Linked DNA regions of Gossypium hirsutum: region 2 is linked to region 1. Evidence: chromatin contacts called from public Hi-C data. All regions are on one chromosome and are shown on one strand. Each heading gives the region's core, a stretch centred on a gene start, on an enhancer-like site or on the middle of the called end of the contact. The rest is flanking DNA. Distances are from core to core; before and after follow the strand shown. Region 1 has its middle 96 kb from the start of LOC121214256. Region 2 holds the start of LOC107894617 (histidine--tRNA ligase, chloroplastic/mitochondrial).

Region 1 (4,398 bases), core at 1,258-3,757:
AAGTTGTGAACGAAATGGTAAAAGTAGCCATTTTCGGATACGAGGTAAGTTCATGTGTAAATAATGTAGCATAATTGTTATTTTTAAGTTATTGATGTTAATTATATGATAAGCTAATTTTTAATCGTGAAATATTATGCTTTGTGGTTAATGTCGAGTAATATGCAAATTATGTTTACTACTTGATGAATATGAATTGCTACTGAGTATCGGTTCCGATATTCCATGGAAGACGACAAATGTGAGATCGAGGGAAAAAGCCCGTTTGAACCTTAGGAATAGATTAGGATACAAGTGACATGTGACTAGGATGGTTGAGCATCCGAACTCGTTGAGTTGAGTCTGAGTTCACTTATGGATACGAATGTCCGAACTCGTTGAGTTGAGTCCGAGTTCACTTATGGATGCGAACGCCCGAGCTCGTTGAGTTGAGTCTGAGTTCACTTAGGGGCGGGTTACATGATTTCTTGATTACATATATGGCATTTATGTGCAAATTATCCATGTATCCAAGTTATATTTCGATGTGTTCAACGGGTGAAATTTCTAGTGAAATGGAAGAACAGTTAAGATGCAAGCGACGTTTTGGTAAGTGTTGTGAAATGGACACTTTGGACAGGTATGCTCTTAACCCTCGGTTTGAAAATAGATACAACAACGATAAGGTGGTAAGATGATGAATAATGTTCAGAAATGTGATATATGTTTTGGTGATACCATGCTAAAGTTTTTTGGTATATTTGTGTTGTTATGTTACTTGTTATTTACATATGAACTTACTAAGCATTTATGCTTACTCCCTCCTCTTTATTTACTGTAGTTTTGAACAAGCCAGCTCGGGAACCGGGACGGGTCGAAGGTTCGATCACACTATCCAAAGGACTTTCATATGGGTAAATGGCTTGTAAAACTTAAGTATGGCATGTATAGCAATATACTTATTTTGTGTAAATAATTTTATGATATGGCCATGATTGGTTGAGAAAATGTTTGATATTGATAAGTCATGGTGATGGTTAAATTTAGATCATGTTTGATATCATGGAAGTTTAATAGGTTATCTAGTTCATAACAACTCATGAAAAGATTAAATTTGCCTTAAAACAGAATATTGCTGCAGTAATGGCATGAATTTGAAAAATCACTAAAAATAGTATAAATGGAATTAAATGACGAGAAAGTTATGAAATTTAAGCTTAATGAGTCTATTTTCATATGGATTGAAAAAAAAGAGGCATATAAATTATATTTTATGAGATATTTAAACTTTTGTGAAACAGGGTCAGAGTGATTTCTGGATCCTCTATTATGACTTTAAAAATTCATAATAAATTATAAAAAAATAATTAGAAGTCATTCTTTATATGTACAGATTCCTTATTGAGTCTAGTTTTAATATAAACAAATATCATAGTAATTGAAATTCTGTATAGAGAGATATCTGATTCGTAATACACAGAGATCAGAGCAGTCGAACCCTGAAACAGGGGAGACTTTAACTAATAAACTGTACTAATTGGCCCAACCAAAAATTCTAGAAAAAAATTAGTAAATATATATATGAGTCTAGATTTAGGGAAAATTTACAGATCTTTATTTCGAGTTTCGTAACTCGAGATATGATTTTTCTTGTAACTGTGATGCGGGTAGCTAGAAAGCTGTGAATGTAGAAACAAATGATTTGAAGTTCTTAATTTGGTAAATTATGTTTGGTAACCCCTCAAGCTCGACTCCGGCGACGGTTTCAGGCGTGGGGGCGTTACATTTAATCTGGTTCAACAGAAATAGTTTGTTATATGAAAGAAAAAATGTGACAAGAAGAGAAATAGCAAAGCAAGTTCGAAGTTATATCACAAAGTTGGATGCAACAAAAGAGAAAAAACTCACCCTTCAGTCTGATGGAAATATACAACAGGATGATCAAAGAGAAAGGGTCACAGTTCATTTTGACGCAGCCTTTGACCATCAATCTTCTAGATCGACTAAGGGCCTGATTGTACGAAATGAGGTGGGGGAGATCCTAGCATTAAAGACGGTTATTCACTCCGAGATAGTAACTCCATTCACGGTAGAGGCACATGCAGGGTTACAGGAAGTGATTTTAGGAATTTTTATGGGTTTTAACAAAATGGAAGTAGTTGGAGATTCAAAAACTATTATAAAGAAATGCCAAAGTACTGATATAGATAAATCGGTTATGGAGCAATTATTAGAGACATACAAAGCAAAAAAGATAGATTTCAGGAGATTGAGTTTCATTTTGTCCCCAAAATAGAGAATATACGCCCATGTTATCACGAAGGAGGCCATAAAGAGGAGAGAATGTGTTCATCAAGCACTGGAGAATTTCCGGCCAAGGCATCCGGATTGAATGAAAGGAAGATAAAGGCTTTTGAGAAGAGGTAGCAGAAAAAATTAAAATTCATATTTGAAAACTTGCTATCATTAATGGTTGGGTCGGTAATGTGAAAAGACAGAGTCTATTGGTATCCAGCTGTCGATTTGACTAGTATAGGATAAGATTTGATTTTCTGTTTTGATTTAGTTGAAATTAAACAAATTGGGCCAGTTCCGTAAGTTTTAGGCCTGATTTTATTTAGTAGGCTTTTGTTTTTTAGTTATTCTTTTAATTAGTATCTTGTTAATGGACTTCAGTCTAATTCTGTTCTATGTATTATTTCTTTTTGCTAATAAATCAAGTCGAATCTTTAATTAAAATTTTTTTAACAAAATAATATATTATAAAATAAGAAAACGGGTCTACTCCAGCTTTCAATATTTTTGTTTTGGTGAAAAGGATTTCAATATTAAAACTCAAGCCTAACCCTTATTATCACTATTCGTCTGTACCAATTTTAAAATGATGATTAAAATTTAAACTTAACTGGATTGAAGTAACCCAGCACATATTTAAACAATAATTAAAGTTATTTACCAAAGTAGAAAAACGCTATTTAGAACTTGGATTAAGTTTTGGATTTCTTTTTAAGTGCTTTTAAAGTAAAAAATGTTTGCAGCGTGATAAGCAAATTTTCGAACTCAAAGATAAAAAAGAGTGTTTCGTAAATAAAGTTTTGAATTTTTTTAGTTGATTTGAATATAAATAGATGATTGACTAATCAAATCTTTTAATTGTAGTGTTTAGTAAATAGGGGTTTGCAAGAGTTTGTTGAGCTAAAATCTCTAAAATAAAAAACACTCGGATGACAACTTTTATCACGACTGATTGAGAATAACATATGTGGAAAGGGGCGAAGCCTGAAAAATTTTTTAGGAGGGGCCAGATGAAATTTTAATTTTTTATAGTTTATATTTTTATAATTTGTAAAAGATTAAATCGAATTTTTATAATTTTAGGGGGCAAAGTGCAATTTTATCTTTACTAATTTAAAATTTTTTAAAAATTTTAAGGGCTTAAAATATAATTTTATATTTTAGGGGGTGTCGGAGCCCATGCTAACCCCTTGGCTTTGCCCCTGTATGTGGAATGACATATCTAATTATGTTTACTAAAAAATTACTCCTTTTGTCACATGTTCTCAGACCCAATGTAGCCTCCATTTTCCCATTTTCACTTTCATCTTAAAAGTCCCAAGTAAATTTAAAAAAATTCACTAATTAATTTCCATAATGGATGTTTTAATTCCTTGATAATAGTGTTTTATTTCAATAATTTCACCCATTAAAGACTTAGTATTATAAACAAATAAATACTTAACAATAAAATATGTCATGCCCTTATTTGTTATTTTACACATATCAACTTTCGGCTATTAGTTAAGTTTTACCAAACAATTTTAAATAAACAGATAATAAAATCAGTTAATCAAATCAGTTAATAGAATCAATTGGTCAAACCAACAATTGCAATCAACTATTAGCCAATTACCAAACAGGGCCAAAAGCTTTTTTTTAACTTTTGTGTTTGGGTAAATCATTTTTGGAGTCATATGACATGTTCTTATTTATAATATAATATATTTTATGTAATATTGATGTTGAGTATGCAATTATTTCCCTACTGATATTTATTTTAAATATATAATATTATATATTTAAATTTGTAATGGTTATATTTTAATACTTAAAATATATTTTATATATTGAAATTAAATTTTACAAATAACTAATATTAATTACTTAAAAATATTTAAAATTTATATTTTTTATCAAAATATTAATAATAAATTTATTTTTATATTATTATTAAAATATCTTCATATTAAAGAATTTAAATATTATTTAAATCTATATTTTTATTTCATAACATAATATGTAAAATAAATATTTTAATTCTTAAAAACATTTTATACAAGTGATATTAAATACTTAAATATTAAATCAAAATATTCAAAAAAATATTTTTATCGTGATTTTTAAAAGCAATAAAAAAACACA
Region 2 (4,398 bases), core at 1,395-3,894, 470 kb before region 1:
AAAACCAACCTTCCAACTTAGTCAATGACTTTATGGAAAGCACTTGTAATAGTTCCTCAATAGCCTCTTCTGATAACCCAGTAGCGTTCAACTCTCTCTTAATCTCATCTATTGGGATCTTTTCAATCTATTTCAGGAACAACAAAACTACATTAATTAATTAATTAACAAATGCTTGAATAAAGAAACCAAAGAAAGGAGAATATGTACATCCAGCCTTGCAATGTTTCTTTCAAATTTAAACAAAAAGAAAAAAGAGGTTATAATCAGGCGACCAGAATTTTTTACCAGTTACAAAACAATAGTACATGACTAAAAGAATAAAACCCAGAACAAAGGAAATCCTAAATACTTAATTTTAATAAACTAACCTTGTCTATGATGATGCAAACCTTGCCAAACAAATTTTCCGGTACCGAGTAGCATCTCAAAACTTCTTGCAAGACCTGTGCAGTAGATATGAATTAAAATCTCAGAATATATAATTAACAGTGATTGCATGTTGCACCTTCATAGAAAGTAAAGCATGCTGCAAGGACGAAAGCGTCATTAGAATATAGCATTTGCAACCATAACAATGAATGTATTCAAGAAAGTAATGACAGATCTCAAATGGTCCATTTCATGCATGAATGTACCTTTCGGCTTGAAACCTTAAAGCCAACATCTGATTCTGTGATACCAATTCTCTTGAAGAAAGCGACAATGGAAGAAATAAGTTCTGCCTCAGCCTACAAGAAAAAATGATAATCTTAATAACTAGAAAATGAAAGAAGGAATCTCACAACAGAATCATACATGTGCACCATTTAAACCATATATATATGTTAAAACAGTAAGTTGTGCTCGGATCAACAAGCAACTCTCCAGTAGGATGTGAAGCAACCTAAAATTTACTAGTGTGTGTGTGTTTCTAAAAATATAAGGATGATATTCTGCACTTTTAGCAGGTAAGCACATATGAGCAGGGGATTGAGTAAAATAGTGTCCAAGCATATAGGACAATTAGGACGCTTCCACTGCTGTCCTACAGAGGTTATATAAACTATAATTACAGCAACGATTAAATGAAAGGCCATGCCCAGCCAATTGGTAACAAAAAATAGCATCTACAAAAGCTTAGTAGTTCATAAAGCATGTCAAGTTGGAAGCGCATACAGTGACTTCAGGTAAACCAAGTATATCCATATTCCATTGATAGTGCTCACGGCGGCGGCCCCTTGTCATTCTCTCATACCTCCAACACTGACCAATGGCAAACCACTTCAATGGGAGGGATAAAGATTTTCTGAACCAAAAAAAAAAAGGATCAAATACTGGAATATGTACCTGGATACAAAACTAATACCAAAATAGATAAATAAATACCCAAATATTTTTTCCAGTACAAAATATCAATCTTTGAAATTAATAAAAAAATGAGAAGCAAAATTAAGTGGAACAAAAGTTCTTCATACCCTTTCTGTATCACCAGCCTTGCTAGAGAAGGCGTGAGCTCAGGCCTCAATGCAACACGGCGGTTTCCCCGATCTTCAAAACAATACAACTGCACATAGAAATGGAAAACTGCAACAGTCATTGAGAACTTAGTCTAAAACAAAATAAATGTAAACAAAACACTGGCAAATATCAAGCATTCATATTGTAAATACTCTCAATACTTTTGCTCTCATGCTGTCAAATATCCAGTCACTAATCCTTCTATAAAGAAAGCGTGTCCAGTTAACATAATAATCATCTTATTTCTACAAGTACTATAAGTGCCCTCCGCTCAAATAAATTCAACTTTTAATGAAGATTTGGTGTCATTTATACTACATTAGAACGTTATCTTTCGCTTCATTTGAATTTAACTGCAAACCAAATCATGTTTCGTAATCAAACACTATGTAATAAAACAGAGCAAACCTGATCTCTAATCTCCTCCCCTGCCTTTCTAATAAACAGAGCCTCTGATTCTAGCACAGGATAATCAACCTCTTCGAATCCAAACAACCGCGAAACCTTCAATAACACAAGAAATCATAAATAAAATAAATTAATTCAAGACGGAGCTAGCATTTCACAGAATTGGAAACTAACCTCTCTGAAATGGTTAAATAGCCAAGTACGGAGTCGCATATCTTCAGGGGGGAAGTCTCGAGTCCCTTTAGGTGGATTCACGTCGATCCTCTGAACCTCCTCCACAACTGGAGATGGAGATAGAGCGCCGGACCTTCCTCCTCTGCCGCTCCTGCCACCATTGTCGGTTGCAGATGACTGCTCCGAAGCTAAGTCAGAGAAGGTTTTACGTTTAGCGGAGACAAATTGCCTGGGGATTTGAAATTTCCGTGGTGCGAAAGATGATTGAGAGAAAAGGAAGAGAGGTTTTAGCGAAAAGCTGAGGCGCGGATTCAGTAGCGAAGAAGAAAGCGGAGACATTTGCGGCAAAATCTTTAACCGCTCCTAAGCCGCTCTGTTGCAGTTGCAGATAGCGTAGTATCATTATTAGGCTCTTGGCACCTATCGGGTTTTTTTTTTTTAATTATACGCCCTTTACTTGGCCCAATTAAGGGAGAGAATTGGGTTCTTATTATTTGAGTTATTGGTTTCTTTATAACTCAATTTCTAAATCTAACTTTTATCTTTCTATGATGATGAAATTGAGATTTAATCTATGTATTTTAATTTAATATCATATATTTTTTATAATGATATTCATTTGTATAAATAGTTAACACCCTTAAAGAACAATCTTTTCACCTCATTATGTAGCATGGATTTCTTTTATGATGAAACCAATAAGAAAAATTTGCTAGTCATTTGAAATAACTAATTGCACTATAAAAATAAAAGTATCGAATTATATTAAATTAAATTATAGAATTAAGAGTGTGTTTGATAAATAATAGGAACTTTTCATTTGATTGAAAATGAAAATTTTTAATATTTGATATTTTAAACATTTAAATTTTTCACATAGTATAAAATTTTTAACAAAAAAGTGTTGAATAAAATAAGTAGGTTGGTAGCTACTTATCACTTAATATAGAAAGTATTAAGTTACTTTTATTTTTATTAGAAATTAAAATAAATTATCTTTTTTTAAAAGAAAAAATGATATATTCAAATTACAATATGTATCCTATATCCAAAACTATCCAAAGTAATTTAAAATATTATATGAATAAGATTAAAATTAAAGAAATAAATTGTATCAAAAAATCTAAAAGATAAACAATCTTTTAAAATCAATATTTACTTTTTTCAAAAAATATAATTATATTTAGTACTTATATTTACTAATTTACCAAACAATTTTTTAATATAAATTTAGCACATACAAAATTTAGTAATAAAAATTCAATACTTAATTTTTTAGCACTTTAATTTTTAGTTTATCAAACACACCCTAAATCTCAAATCTGAACATTTTTGTATTTTTTAATTTTTTAATAAATTTTTTATTTATTAAAATACTATATATAACATGCAAATGTATCCTATTATTTAAGTCTTGACTGAATTGATGTTACAAAATCTACTAGACTTCAACTCAATTGGAAAATTATCAAATAACTGTGGTTCAAACTTTTAAAATAAAATTCATATATTATAAAAGTTATATTAGTAATTTTATTTTATTTTAAAAATAAAATAAAATCACTCATCTAATAATTTGAACTTAAGTGCACAAAATTTTAAAATCTCAATCTTACTAGCACAATCAAAATCTAATTAACAAAATTATTTATAATTTTTATTACTTTATCAATAATTATTCTTTTCTAAAAAAAACATTACTTAAATAATTTTTATCTTTTTTTATTTCTAATTTGAACTTGGGTGCACAGTGTTTTAAGGTCTTAACCTTTACGACAAATCCAAAATCTAATTAAGAAATTTATTTACTGTTAAGGTAGTTTTGAGAGCAGTTATGACAACAGTTACAGTTGTATCTGCTAATGTTTCATAACTTTCTTTATTTATTGGCATGTTGGACAAAAGTATTTTGTTTGTTTGATTTGTTTTAAGATTTTGTCCAACCAAACTTATGATTATAATTGGAGAAAAGATTGGACCAAACAATATTAACTTTCATGGGTCCTGATGTGAGCTACTTACCTTATATAATGAGATTTACAATCCAAGAAAATATAGGTTGATTTTATGAAGATTTATCTCAATCCTTTGTATCTTTATATTAAGGGTAATTAATTTGTTGAGATTTAGGTAGATCAAGATGAATTAAAGTTTACTTTATAAATTTAGTTTTGTGATCTAAATATGGAAGCCTTGTTCAATTATGAAAGAGGTAATTGTGTTGGAGTTGTTATGAGAGTAGTGACATCAAAAAGTTACAAATACACCAGACACTGTTCATGATTTATAACTTTCCTTATTTGGAGTTACTGTATT

What was found. A called contact is a pair of places that touch in the nucleus more often than the background predicts.
Region 2: a contact with region 1 is called in a Hi-C map of leaf, with 2.7 times the contacts expected there. The contact joins the promoter of LOC107894617 here to the enhancer-like site in region 1. A contact is called at or near these places in 5 of 34 Hi-C or Micro-C datasets (callus and leaf).

What each region holds. Positions count from the first base shown.
Region 1 is chrA01:63,326,685-63,331,082 of Gossypium_hirsutum_v2.1, reverse strand. No RefSeq gene overlaps it. Among protein-coding and RNA genes, the nearest start is that of LOC121214256, 96 kb to the right of the region's middle. Within about 2 kb of position 2,507, at least 8 of the 9 cell types and tissues checked have an H3K27ac peak or open chromatin away from gene starts, as enhancers often do. A contact at or near this core is called in leaf, where this site is marked.
Region 2 is chrA01:63,792,776-63,797,173 of Gossypium_hirsutum_v2.1, reverse strand. It overlaps LOC107894617 (histidine--tRNA ligase, chloroplastic/mitochondrial), which reads right to left and starts at 2,644. Exons shown (of 11, transcript XM_041099576.1): 1 at 2,083-2,644; 2 at 1,909-2,004; 3 at 1,458-1,546; 4 at 1,159-1,288; 5 at 639-731; 6 at 372-446; 7 at 10-127. The coding sequence starts at 2,421.